3 separate regions of the Mus musculus genome follow, and regions 2 and 3 are each linked to region 1. A link is a contact called in public HiChIP or PLAC-seq data. All regions are on one chromosome and are shown on one strand. Each heading gives the region's core, a stretch centred on a gene start, on an enhancer-like site or on the middle of the called end of the contact. The rest is flanking DNA. Distances are from core to core; before and after follow the strand shown.

What was found. HiChIP or PLAC-seq counts read pairs in DNA pulled down with a chosen protein or histone mark.
Region 2: a contact with region 1 is called in an H3K27ac HiChIP or PLAC-seq map of microglia, with 7 times the contacts expected there. The contact joins the enhancer-like site here to the promoter of Gab2 in region 1. A contact is called at or near these places in 5 of 39 promoter capture datasets (the C10 cell line, the HPC-7 cell line, embryonic stem cells and 2 more), 3 of 15 datasets of contacts at CTCF or cohesin (CD8 T cells, large pre-B cells and pro-B cells), 4 of 484 Hi-C or Micro-C datasets (bone marrow-derived macrophages, cerebral cortex and forebrain), 21 of 115 datasets of contacts at active chromatin or transcription factors (the 230-238 cell line, the HPC-7 cell line, acute myeloid leukemia and 15 more) and 3 of 9 other capture datasets (adipose tissue, liver and macrophages).
Region 3: a contact with region 1 is called in an H3K4me3 HiChIP or PLAC-seq map of bone marrow-derived macrophages, with 7 times the contacts expected there. The contact joins the enhancer-like site here to the promoter of Gab2 in region 1. A contact is called at or near these places in 8 of 39 promoter capture datasets (the C10 cell line, the HPC-7 cell line, embryonic stem cells and 3 more), 3 of 15 datasets of contacts at CTCF or cohesin (CD8 T cells, the G1E-ER4 cell line and pro-B cells), 20 of 484 Hi-C or Micro-C datasets (the BV-2 cell line, the C10 cell line, the G1E-ER4 cell line and 13 more), 13 of 115 datasets of contacts at active chromatin or transcription factors (the 230-238 cell line, CD8 T cells, the HPC-7 cell line and 8 more) and 3 of 9 other capture datasets (adipose tissue, liver and macrophages).

The regions. Positions count from the first base shown.
Region 1 is chr7:97,079,651-97,084,158 of GRCm38.p6, forward strand. It overlaps Gab2 (growth factor receptor bound protein 2-associated protein 2), which reads left to right and starts at 2,101. Exons shown (of 10, transcript NM_010248.2): 1 at 2,101-2,256. The coding sequence starts at 2,176.
Region 2 is chr7:97,268,009-97,272,516 of GRCm38.p6, forward strand. Gab2 (growth factor receptor bound protein 2-associated protein 2) reads left to right here. Exons shown (of 10, transcript NM_010248.2): 3 at 3,794-4,034. Among named protein-coding and RNA genes, the nearest start is that of Usp35, 62 kb to the right of the region's middle. Within about 2 kb of position 2,188, at least 50 of the 459 cell types and tissues checked have an H3K27ac peak or open chromatin away from gene starts, as enhancers often do. A contact at or near this core is called in the HPC-7 cell line, acute myeloid leukemia, adipose tissue and 4 more, where this site is marked.
Region 3 is chr7:97,209,122-97,213,629 of GRCm38.p6, forward strand. The region is part of intron 1 of Gab2 (growth factor receptor bound protein 2-associated protein 2); the gene reads left to right. Among named protein-coding and RNA genes, the nearest start is that of Usp35, 120 kb to the right of the region's middle. Within about 2 kb of position 2,185, at least 105 of the 459 cell types and tissues checked have an H3K27ac peak or open chromatin away from gene starts, as enhancers often do. A contact at or near this core is called in the 230-238 cell line, the BV-2 cell line, CD8 T cells and 14 more, where this site is marked.

The sequences.
Region 1 (4,508 bases), core at 851-3,350:
ACTGCCAATTTCATGAACTTAAAAATAACAACCCGTCTTTGCTAAACAAAACCAACCCAGACTAATAGTTGATGAGTCTCCCCGCCTGTGTCTTAAATCTCACAATTCTCGGATTAGTATTCCCGCTCTCCTAGGAGAGGGTAGGGCATATGTCTGCTTGACTTCCATCACAACCCTAGGTGCAGCCAGTCTTTGCAGATTTCTCAGGCTGCAATCCTGGAGATTTGGCACCAGGACTCAAATGTGAATGGAATCAGGGTTGCTTTGTTGTGACTGGGAGTCACTGCCTCCTGGTTGACTTGGCAGACTAAGTATTTTGATATTTATGTCTCACAAAGTGTTTAAGGTCCTGGGAGCCAGAGGTTTTAAAATGGCCATAATTCTAGTGGTGGCTTAAGAATCCCTAAATTAAAAAGTCAAGGGTGATTATGGTCCCAGATACAGCCTAAGCATTCTAGCTTCATGTTCTGTGGAGCTACTCTGGATACTTGAAGGTCAGTGGAATGGGTCAAAGGTCCCTTCATCTCTCAGAGTGACTAGAATTGCTAAGCACAGGTAGGAATCAGCTTTTATAATTGAAATGGTTAAAGATTCCCCAATCCAAACAAAATCTGTTAGACTAAAAGATGTCCAACTATCTAAAATAACTAGCTTTGGTGCACCCAGAGAGAAGACTAAAATAATCCAGAAAACAAAGGTTATGCTGAGGCATTGCAAGATGCTGCCTCTCCGGTTCATGCATCAACCACACAACTCCCTGTTGATAAAGTGGGTTACTAAGCAACTTCATGAGAAACTAGAAGGGAACCTACCTTTTAAATGCTGTTTGGAAAGGTACTTTGTGAGTTAAAAAAAGAACTCTTACCAAAGGTTTTGGTTTTGCTTTTCTTTTTCCTCCACTTTCCCCCTGGAGCACTGGTGTTGGGTGTTTGCTTCCTGGTCCTTTATCTCAACCCTCTCAGCACAAGCCAGTGAGAAAAAGATCTCTATATTCACATTTATATAGGAGAGATCTCTTATAAAGTCAATGAGTGGAAACTCTGGACATTTTTATCACAATTTCTTGTTCTTTTATACCTCCTTGTTTTCCAATTCATTGTGTTCTGCAAAACTTACAGTTTCCTTTTACTGGATTCAGTTTTCCCAGAGGCACTATGGGAGAGCGCCAGCTGGACTTTGTTTCTCAGCAATAAGATCTAGTCCCGTCCAGTCCCCCCACACCCCCCCCCCAAGCACCCTTTGATCTACAGACATTACTGCAGTAATGTCACTCTGGGAAAAAAAAAAAAAAACAGGAGAGAAGATTCCCCTCCCCTCCTCCCAAAACACCTGGATTAGAAAGGCCTGCATTGTGTCAGCTGTGTGGCTTCAGGCTATCTGTAAAATGGGTATAATTATGACCTATCCAATTTGTAAGGCAGTGAAGATAATCGCTGTGGAAGGTGAATGCAGTAAGCTCCCAGCACACAGTATGTCTGTTTGCTGCTTCTCTGGCCTAGAGATGTGAGAGTTAACTTACAGTGAAGCAGGACTCATTTCAGCCAGAATCGGACTTACTGAAACCTGAAACTGTGGGAATGGACAGGAAACCGGAGCAGTCCTTGGATCTCTGTCCTACTCTTCCACGACGCTGGGGAAGAGGGGTTGAGCATAGGCTCAACGTTCGACCTAGGGTGGATAGCCTCTGGCCTTCCCTCACCCTAGCACCGGCACCACCCAGAGGTCTTCACGACCCCGCCTGCAGCTCCAGGCTTAGAGGGGGGAAAAAACCAACAACAGCCACCAAGACCCTGAGGACGCAGCTGCTGGCGACAGCTCGTCTCACGGCCTCCGGGCCTGTGGGGTCCAGGCTAACTGGCCTCTGCGCCGGCTGCCCTCGGGGACCTCGCGGGGCTGTGGGCGTGGCGAGCGCCCGCCTGCTGAGGCGCCCTGGTGGGGCTGTGTGTGTGTGTGTGTGCGCGCGCGCGCGCGCGGCCGGAGGGCGGGGGGGGGGGGTGGAACTCGAGCGCGCGCAGGCAGCCGGGCCCGCGCGCCTCACTGCCTCGTCCTCGCCCCGGGGCTGCCGGGCCCCTCCCCTCCCCCGCGAGCCGCGCACCGGCAGCCGGCTGACCCAGCAGCCCGCGCCCGCGCCCTTGTCCGCGCGAGCCGGCGGCGGGCTCCAGTTTAGCCGGCGACATGAGCGGCGGCGGCGGCGACGACGTGGTGTGTACCGGCTGGCTGAGGAAATCGCCTCCCGAGAAGAAGTTGAGGCGCTATGTGAGTGAGGCGAGCGGGCGAGCGGGCGCGGCCCGGCGGGAGGGCGGCCGGGGGCTGTCCCGCGGCCTCGGAGATGGGGGCGCTGAGAGAGGCCGGGCGCGGCGAGCCGGGGCCCCGCGGCCTCCGAGGGCGAGAGCGGCGGGCGCGAGTGGGGCGCCTCACACCTGTCACAGGTGCGCCGCCGAGGGGCGGGGCGCAGGTCGGGGCTGCGGCTGCCGCCTGCCTCCCCGAGAACTCCTCGCTCGCCGAGCCGAAGTTTGGAGCGATTGTTCCGGGCGACCGGGAGAGTAAAACGCCCGGGGCCGAAGGAGCCGAGTCGCCCCGATCGGGAGGGTAGGCTGAGGGGCCGCGCGGCCCCGGGCCCACAAAGGGCGAGGCGCCGGCGCCCCTCTCCCGGTCCCTTTCTCTGTCCGCCCCTCCCCGGTGGCCGCCTTGCTTCCTTCCAGTCTGCGGCCACTACATCACGGGCAGCGTCAGCGGCATGTGCAGCGCTTGTATTAAGTGACTCATTTGTTTGTCCCCCTTCTTTCCCATTATTCCGAATGTTTCTCACATACCCCCCCCCCCCACACACACACACCGCGGTCCTCCGCCCCACGGGGTGACACTGCAGTTTGGTCCTCAATAACTGGCCAGAGTTTTGTGTCGTCTGGTGTCTGGGGTCTGAAGATGTGGCTCTGAATTGCTAGGTGGTGCGAGCTGGCTGTGTGTAGTGAAATTGGTGGGACGGGCCGTCCCCTCTACGTGAGAAACTGGCAGTTGGGGTCGGGGCACCCACTTCTTGTCTACCGAGCTCAGAGAACAAAATGGTGCCAGGATCCGAGATTGGGGTAGTCTGAGGAGTTTAGAAACGGAAAGTCCGTTAAAGGAGTGCAGGTCCTCCCATCTTCTCGCTCTCCACTTGCCAAGAATCGTCCTTGTTCTGCTGCCTGGGAGTGCTGGACTCTGAGAAATCACTCCCACAGCCTGGAAGTGAGCGGTCGCTTCCAGCTGCAGTGCATCAAGGGAGCTCCCAACAGACCCTGCCCTCTGTCAGCTGCACTAGTGGCTGGCCATGGGGGACAGAAGCTTACCAGAGTTTCCTGTCTCTACTCCCCAGATCAGAATCAAGGGACTTCTGGCCTCTGGACTGAGGAAGTGACATTCTGTTTTTCAAAGGAAGTGTTGTTGGGGAGTGCAAGTGTGTCAATGAAACCAGGCTCTGACTTAGGTCACTTGCTTGCTGGGAAGAGGGGGCAGGGGGAAGGGCAGGGAATCTAAGGATTTAGTGCATGCCTTTTGAAAATGGACAGAGATTTGGCATACAGTAATATAGTAGGGGTGTTTAAGCTTGAAAGCTCATTTGGGGGGGGGAGTTGATATGAGTAAAATATTTTAATTACTAGGAGCTTTTTCTTTTGTTTTGTTCTGTTGCCTGTTGCTGTAGCCTAGGCTTGAACTGCCAGCACTTACACTTGGGAAACAAGAGACAGGAGGATCAGAGGTTCAAAACCAGCCTAGCTTGCTACTTGAGACCCTGTCTCTCATTTGCATACCAAACAACACACACACACACACACACACACACACACACGCACGCACGCACGCGCGTGCCCATCATGGATGCACACAACTTCAAGATGGCTTAATGGGTAAAAGCAGTGTCCCTTAAGCCTGTTGACTTATGTTTGATCCTCTGGAACCCATATAAAGATGGAAGAAGAGTTCTGACCTACACACTCACGCTGTGGTGTCGCGTACACTCACACAGTCTCTCATATACACAATAATAGTTAAGAAAATTGTGTGGGGTGACTTTGTCGGGATTGGGTGGGGTGGTTGTTCACGCCTACAGGCATGAGCATGCATCCAGTATCTGGAAGATGGAGGCTGGAGTGGCAGGCGTTCAAGATCATCCTGGACTGCTTAGTGAGCTCAAGGCCAATCCAGACTACATGACCTGCCGCTGAAATAGTGTCCAGTTTAAAAAAATAAAATAAAGATTTCAGATTAGAAAGGAATGTAGCATAGTTGATAGAACGTTTGCTTAGCATACAAGATGTCCTGGGTTTTATCCGAGTACATCATAAACAAGTGCTGGGTGGCACAAGGCTGTAATCCCAGCATTCCAAGGGGGAGGGGGAAGGAGGATTAGAAGTTCAGGTCATCCTTGAATTTGAGAAAACAAACAGAAATACTACTTTAGAGATCTTTGGAACTTTGTTTTTTGAAATAGCTTGTAAAAAAAAAGTCGATACTCGTTGCTACTTTGA
Region 2 (4,508 bases), core at 938-3,437, 190 kb after region 1:
TGCTCATTAAACAAATGTGTATTGAGTATGCTGCGATAGGTATGTGTATTGGAGATACAGAGACAATTGGATCATATGTCATTTACTAGCAACATGTAAGATTGCTTGTCAAGATTGTCTCTCTCAGGCTTGTGAGAAGATTCAGCAGGTAAAAATCACTTGATGCTAGGTTTAACAGCCATATTTCACACATACCCCAGATCCATGTGGTAGAAAGAGAAACAACTCCCAGAAGCCAAGCACCAGGAAGTAGTTACATAAATTCAGACAAGAGATATTTTGTTGATGGTTTTTTTTTAAAATCTCACTATGTAGAGATCCACTATATGTAGGCACCTCTACTCTCCTTATGTACACTGTGGTATACATATCTAGTCACCAATACAAACATAGTTAAATAAATAGCAAATAAAAGCAATAAAGATTATATGTCTCTTCCAATTCCCTGTGTTGAGTTATGAACAAGGACACTGAGATTCTGAGAGGCAAAATCACTTTAAAAGTAAATACACTGGGTCACTCAACTGACTTTGGGTCTGTGCTTAAGGCAAGGGTGGGCTGCAGAAATAAAGATAATCATACCTTTTATCTGTACACCAGACTGATAATTTATTGCAGGTGTGAGGGGAGCACTGAATGATAAGACAAAGGTTATGATAAAAGGTTAAGATTAAAAAGAAAAGGCTCAAGCCGGGCGGGTGGTGTCGCACACCTTTAATCCCAGCACTCGGGAGGCAGAGGCAGGCGGATTTCTGAGTTCAAGGCCAGCCTGGTCTACAAAGTGAGTTCCAGGACAGTCAAGGCTATACAGAGAAACCCTGTCTCGAAAAACCAAACCAAAAAAAGAAAAAGAAAAAAAAAAGAAAAGGCTCATTGTCAAACCAGGAACCTTTATTTTGAAGGCAATAAGAAATCAGTAACTGTAACTGAAGAAATAGTGCTTTATTATCTTATAATAATAATACAAGAGACTGGTATAATTCTGAAAACCCTCTGAAGTGCAAAGAGAATTGGTAAGAAATACTGTGGAAAAAGTGAACAAGAAGATAGTTTTCAAAAGAGACAGAGCTCTGTAAGACATCTGAAGGAGAACAGGAAGCCATTGTTAAGTGTACAATGGCAGACTGGCATGAATGTTGAGAAGCCAGGGAAATCAGAGAGTGACTAGGTTTCTGCCTTTGACAACTGATGGGAAAGGTATTGATGCGCTTCCCTGAGACAGAAAGTGTTGGACAAAGGAGCTGGCTTAGATTCTGAGCTTAACTAGCTGATGGGATATAAAGGAAGAGGCCAGCAGGTAAGGGGTGATGTACAGTAGAAAGCTCTGGAAGGACTGAGCTAGAGATTGAAGTTTTAGAGTTATCATCATTTGAGTGGCATTTAAAGCTTAAGCTTAATAATAGGCAATATGCCTCCAGAGAAAGGCTTTATGGCCAGAGGGAAGTTATAGGAAAGTCTAAAACTAGAGTCTGAGGAATTAAGAGATAGGCAAAGCAAGAAGGAGCCAGAAAGTCAACTGAGAGTATAGAACCTCATCAAAGGGTTTCTTTTTACACCTCCCCTGTGTCTTCTCAGACAGAGCTTATGTTCCTCCCCTGGTGCCATGACTACTCCGTCCTTAGTATAAACCCTCTTTCATCCACCACTGGAGAGTTCATTTTGCAAATCTAATGGAATAATAAGTGCATTGATTCTGTTAACAAACATCCAGGTCACTATGAGACCTGTTATAGGAATTCATTTTGAAGATCAATACAGCTATCATGGAACAGTTTCTCCCTAGAGACTCATTGACTTTCTCTCTTCTGTCCTTTCCAGTGCTAGGAGTGACTAGAGTGTAATTAGTACTGTACATCATGAATAAGCTGGTAATCCTGCCTCGGGCCATGTGGATAGTACAGCCTGAAATAGGTCAGAAAACAGTAGCTAAAGAACCTTATCTCTTCTGATAGGATTTGAATGACTCTAGAAAGCCATCATCTCCCAAAATATTCCTCCCTACCTAGCATATTATCTGAACTTATATCTTTATACCTTTATTTCTTGAGAATATAAGTTTCATGGTTGGAATTTTAAAATGTCAAATGTTTTATTTATGTAATCATGGACTAAGAACCCCCTATGTGGGACTATATTAGGTACATGCTAGGACTGTGTAGTAATAATCTCACTGACACGGTTCTCAGAAACCAAGTGCAAGGAAGCAGAATGACCATAGGTATAAACAAAGCATAAGCTGAAACCTGTCAGCTCCAAGAAAGAAAAAAAAGCATTCAGAAAGGTATTTGTGGGAATGTAATATCTGCATAGGATCTTGAAATCTTCATATGAGCTTGCTAGAAGTAGAGAAGGAATCCAGTTTGTAGGAACAGCATAAGGAGAAAGAATCAAAGAATTACTCCCAACCCCCAAATAGGCAGCTATGCTCAGGGGCTGATGATGCTTCCATCTGCTTTGCTTATGTGTGGAGAGAAAGCAGGAAGTAGGTCAGACTAAGGAAATGTGGACTAAGCTTAGAGAGCCAGCCAAATGAATAATGCTTTGGGCTGGGGTGTAGTACTCTAAACCTTTATCTGTCCTTAAATACCTCACTTCCTTTCTAATACAACAGAGGAGAGTTTGAGATAAGAAGAAAAAAAGAAAGGCCAGTGGAAAGAGAACAAAGCTGCCCTAGAAGATATGGAAGAGTACCAGGATGACCAAGGGTCTAGTCTGAAGGGACAGCTCTGCTTTTGTTTGTGTTTTTATCATTATTGCACAAAGGCATAGTTTTGGACCTTAATCAGTGAGTCTTTAGTAAGCAGTGTCTCATTTAGTGGAGCCAGAAGCTTTGAGGGAGGTAATAACTGCAGGAACCTGCCATACCCTAAATGGCTTCTTAGTCCTGGAAACCTTGACTGTGGTGACAAGAGAACAAAGAAAGGACAGCCAGCCAAGCATGATGGTGTACAACTGTAATCCCAGGATTAAAGTTCAGGAGGCAGAGGCAGGCAGATCTCTGAGTTAGACTAACTTGTCTACATATGAATTCCAGGCCACCAAGAAACAACATACAGACATATAGAAAAGCTAGAATCTTGGACTGTGCTTTCTGTTGAACACCTGCAAACCAGAAACCCAGCTCTGTTTGTTATGTATAACACAGGAGAAGACCTTACCTAGTCTGAGTAGGAGGGCTCTGTAGGGAAAAAGACTTAGTTTGCAGACATTCAGGAAGGGGAAGTTGAGGTTTCTAGTTTTTGTATATACACAGTGCTCACGTATTCTTAAACACTGTTACCTAGACCAGAGGAAGGTCTTGCCATGCCTCTGAGCCTCACTCAAGGAAGGCTCATGAGTCAGAGTCACTGAGGTTCTTGACAAGGCCATGGGCATGTCAACAGTATACATTCACTCCAATCTTCATCTGCTCCCAACAGGAGCCACCTACAGGAAGGAAGCATGGTGCTCACCCATCCAGAGTCTAGTCTTGTCACTCTAAGGGTCACTCTGGGATTGGATAGGCAAACCCCCTGGGTAGAGCAGATCAGGTCTAGGTTATGATAACCTGGCCTTCAGACTTCTCCTAAGCTTTTCAGAGGTGTAACTCATCTCCCATTCAGCCAAGATGGCCACAATGCCCAACCTGCCTCCCTGGGAAGACAGAGGTAATGAGTGTCTGAGGGAAAGAATGTGGCAGCCATATTACTGTCTCTTATCCAAATACTTTTTTTCTCTCTCTGACAACTGTCTTTAAGACAAGGACACTTTCCCTACTTTATTTCACTCACAAAGCCCTTTCTTCTTTTCACAGACTCCCTGAGGAACCTTTCTTCAGCCAGTCATGGTCCCCGCTCTTCTCCAGCTGAGTTCAGCTCCAGTCAGCACCTGCTCCGAGAACGGAAGTCCTCAGCCCCTTCACACTCTAGCCAGCCTACTTTATTCACGTTTGAGCCCCCTGTGTCAAGCCACATGCAGCCTACCTTGTCCACCAGTGCACCTCAGGAGTATCTCTACTTGCACCAGTGCATAAGCAGAAGGACAGAAAATGCAAGGTAGGAGACTGCCATGGCCACCATGCGGGAAAGTGACTACTCAGGGCCTTTGACTCTCTAGTCCCTGAATTTCAGTTTTAATGTCAAGGGAGTAAAAATGCTTACTTTTTTAGGCAAAGAAACACAAAGATAACAAGACATCTTTTATATAAACCTTTATATAACCTTCATAATTTTTGTTTTGATCTGTGTTACTACAAAATCATCATTGAATTCCAGAGAAATTATTGTCTCATTATCAGCAATCATGTTATAAAATATTTGTTTGATTTGGGGTTAAAAAGCATGAGGGTAAGTTTCAGAACTACAGCATAACAGTCAATTTCTTGCTGCTTTAAGAGTTCAGCTAGAACATAGTGGAGCATGTGTCCTTATTCCATGTTGGAGCATCTTCTGGGTATATGCCCAGGAGTTGTATAGCTGGGTCCTCAGGTAGTACTATGTCCAATTTTCTGAGGAACCGCCAAACTGATT
Region 3 (4,508 bases), core at 935-3,434, 130 kb after region 1:
TCCTGTTTTTACCAACAGAAAAACAGATATTCTCTCCTTTTGTTCCTTTAGTAAGGCTATCACTAGAGAGTTATCTAGTACACTATGAGTTCTAAGTACTGTGCTAAATGCTAAGATAAAAAGAGCCCTGACCTCAATGTAACAGTCTTGTGATTAGATAAGGCTCATTCTGTGTTCATCTAGAGCTGAAAGAATCTTCCTAATAAATAAGTCAGGACTCAGTAACTATATTGCCTTCTCTGGGAGGTTTCACGTTTCATGTGTCATTAAACTTTGTGCTAAGAGCTAAAGCCTGAATTCTAGTGCTGCTATTGTCTTCTGCCATCAGTTAACTACAAACCTGAATATTTTCTGTAAACTCTCTGGCTAGTCAGGCTCTTTCTTGGGCTCTTACTAGACCTTTGGGACAAGAAGGTCTGAGGCTATGATACTTGCTAGTTGTATACTCTCTGAGGATTTTTCTTTCATCTGTGAAGGGGGTTGTGTTTACCTTCACTCACTGGTTTAGGAATTAAATGTGATAGGAGACATATCTGTCATAGCATGTTGCAGGAGCTCAGGTAATACGTACTTTGATTTCCTCAAAGTAAGTTTGAAGTTCTTGGGGTCTAGAGCAGTTCAAATATTCCTAGAAGAAACATAGCTACAGAGCTCTTCCTCCTCCAGGAATGTGCTCTCTCCATGCTTCTACTGGGTATAATGGGACAGAAGTCTGGCCTAATGTACTTCACACTGAAATAAATTAGGATATAATTGTATTAAGAAGTCAGATTAAATCTTCTACCTGTAGTTACTTGGGAGTCTGGGGGATGAGAGTAGATTTAGAGTTGGTAATGGTGATTTTTTTTTTTAAAGAAAGCAAGGGGAGTTTTAAAAATAAAGTACTTGTTTGTGTTCTACCTAATAGAGTTGGAGTATTGATAATGTAGTAGACTCAGGTTTTAATAACCCTCCCTTGACAGGAATCTCCTGGCTTATTGGCAGTTTTTGGTTTTACCTTCATCAGAAAGAGGGAAGTTAAAAGGACACACCCATTTCTAGAAGTTATGCAAAACTCTTTTCCAAGAAATGCCTTGCCCCTTCTACAGCTTTAGCCACAGAATCTGGAGAAAGATGATTGGAGGCACTGAGAAAATTTTAGTCATCAGAGAAGAATTCTGTTATCTGTTGTACCTAAGCCATGACAGAAGATTGTGGAGTTTTAGAAATACTTTCAACTGCCAAAGAAGAAAGTAATAGAAGGTACTGCCTAGCTTGGCTATTTAGAAGAACACATCTCTCACTTCTAAGAATCTAAGTAATCTAGTTAAATAAGATATCATGATATCAGGTTGCCTTAGTGAACACCATGTGAGGCTCCCTAGGTTGGAAGAGACTTTGGTCTCTCACCCATTTGTTACACTCATCCTCCTACAGCACCCTCTACCTTTTCTTCATAGCCTTTCTACCTTATCCTAATCCCTGATTTAGCAAACAGCTGAACCACACACTTTGGGAACAGTTTGGTGAATTCAAGCTAGATGTTTGCTTATAAATTGTAATGTTCATGCTACTATAGATTTGATAGTTGTAAGAAAGACTATATGCCCTAAAATGTTTACTGTCAGCCCTTTACAGGAAACTTTAATGATAAGTATTGTACCCTAGGCTGTCTCTTTTTCAGAATTTTTAGTATTAAAGATTCTCTAATTTTCATAGAGCATCTAAGAAAATCCTTAGTAATTCAAGAAGAATCGTTTTATTTAGTATAATACTTAAGGCAGAACAAAAGAGTCTAGAATTTTAGAAGTACTTTCAGTTTTCAGGGCTGAAGCTAAAAGGATCTTCAGAAAGTTCCTTTTTCCTTAAAAGACAATTTACCTATAAGAACTAGCCTAGTTCAACTTGATTATGTAGACTAACCTAAAACAAACCAGGTTCTTGTCCCATATGTAAAGCAGCCTTTATGTTTAGAACCCATATTCATGACCCCAGGGAATCTCCCTGGAGACTGATATGGTAGAATTTTATAAGCTCTTCACCACCAACAAAATACTTATAATGTGATTTAGTCATCGTAAGTCTCAGTGGAGGCTTATTTTATTTTTCTGGTTGCCAAAGAGCAATAGAAGGAAGTCATGACCTTGTTCTGTGCGCACTTACAGACCTAACCTAAAGGACAGACAGGATCACATGAGATGTACTCTGCTCAACGGCAGGAGTGATGCAACTTCCAGGTCATATGTTCCCACATTCGTGTCTCTGTGGTCTGGGTAATTGTGAAATGGTTTGTTTTCTAACTAGATTTGGGTACAAAAGGAAAACAGTCACTTCTGTTTCATCAGAGCAAATGGTAATCTCTACTTGATTCTAGACATAAATTTGACTTTGTTTTGACTTTTTAGACAGTATACTCTTACGTTAGGAACTTCTTTATGTCCCATTATAAGTAAGTAAGATGTACTGTCTCTTCCTCTCTGACTTGATTATTACTATTCTATTTATTTATTTTATGTATTTTGATGAGTTTTGACTTTGATGTTTTGTTTTTGAGGCAAGATCTCACTCTGGTACACAAACTAATGATTCTGCTGCCACATTATTCTCCTTTAGATTGCCATTTTCTCTGACCATAGAAAGCTATAGCAACAGCTTCCTAAATAGTTTTTGTTGTTGTTGTTGTTGTTGTTGTTATTCGCTAGTTCACCTTCCTCATTGCTAGATGAGCACTAGTTAACATTTTAACAAATAGCCACAGAGCACTAGTTAACATTTCTCTACTGCTATGCACTTTGCAGCAACTCCCATTACCAATAAAGATACAGCTTCTAAGGGTGGTTCTGAAGGCCTCACAGGACCCCTAAGTTCTTCCTTTCCTCCTTTCCACATCCAACTTACCAAATTTCCAAACCTCTCTTGTCTTTTTTCCAATGCCCAGGCCTGGTTCATACCATGTGACCTTTTTAAAGCAAAGCCTTTTTCCTTTCTTTATAGCTTTCCTTGTAATAGTCATTTTACTCATTTCTCTCTCCTTTTTCTCTCCCCATTTTCCTCCTTTCTCTCCCTCTCTCCTCTTTGTTTCTCCCTCTCTGTTCCTGTTTCAGTGATATGCTAAGAAACTGTGGCTCTTTTTATGATACATCTAAAGCTCTGCTTCATCGTTTAGGGCTATATATTAATGTCTTATCTTCCTGCAACTTTATAAATATTTTAAGTTGTTTAAAAGGAATGTTTCCATCATGCCTCTCTTCTTTAAACCACATAGCATAGAGCATGGTTCATCGTTGTTTCCACTGAATACTTTTTTAAAAACTTGATTTCTTTTTCAGAGCTGAGGACTGAACCCAGGGCCTTGTACCTGCTAGGCAAGCGTTCTACATTAAGCTAAATCCCCAACCCCCAAAACTTAATTTTTCATAAGACAAAAATTTCCACCTATTTACCCTTTTTTATTTGTAAGGGTAAATCTATGTATGTGTGAATGCACATGTGCACAAAAGTACCCAAATGGGCCAGGAGAAAGTGTCAAGTCCATCCCTGGAGCTGATGAGCCTCTTGATGTACACACTGGAGCAGCAGCCAGCACTCTTAACTGCTGAGCCATCTAGTTCTTTATTTATCTTTTAACTATTTTATAGCTTGGACATTTTACCTTCAAATCTATTGTTCATCTTTTGTCACTGTCTTGTTAGCCTATTTGATTTTCAGAGGGAGTCTCTGTATGGGCCTGAGTAGTTGGTATTATAGGCACGTGCCACTACTCCTTTCCTGAGCCTTTTTTCCCTAGTATCATTTGTTGAAAAGTCTGTCTGTCTTCCATTTAATTTCTTTTGTACCTTTATCAAAAATTAGTGGGGACCAGCAAGATATTTCAGTGGGTAAAGATGTTTGTTGACAAACCTGACAACCCAAATTTCATCTCCAGGACCTACATGGTGAAAGGAAAGAACTCTTGCAAATTGTCCTCTGACCTCTACACTTGCACTGCGGCACACATGCCCACCTCCCCCAAATAAATAAATGTAATAATAAAAATAAAGAAAGAAAAATCAGTGGATATATCATGTGAATATAGTTCGAGTTTTCTGTTTTGTTACATTGTTCTCTGTTTGTAGTTCTCATCCAGTATACATCATCTTGATTGCCATAGCTACAGAACATTTAAAATACATACACTGCGGCTCGACAGATGACTCACTGGTTCACAACACTGGCTGCTCTTCTAGAGGACCTAGGTTCAATTCTAAGCATCCACATGGTAGTTGCCAACCATCCATAACTCCAGACCTATGGCCTCCAATGCCCATTGCCCTTTTCTGGCCTCTAAAGGCACCACATACACAACACACACACACACACACACACACTCCTACACTTAAACACATAAATAAAATTTTAAAAAAAAATATATATATATACCCTGATTTCATATATTTTATTTTAACCTTTTCCAAAATTGTTGTATCTATTTTCATCCTTTTTTCTTTCCATATGCATTGTAGAATAAGCTTATGTACACCAACGAAACT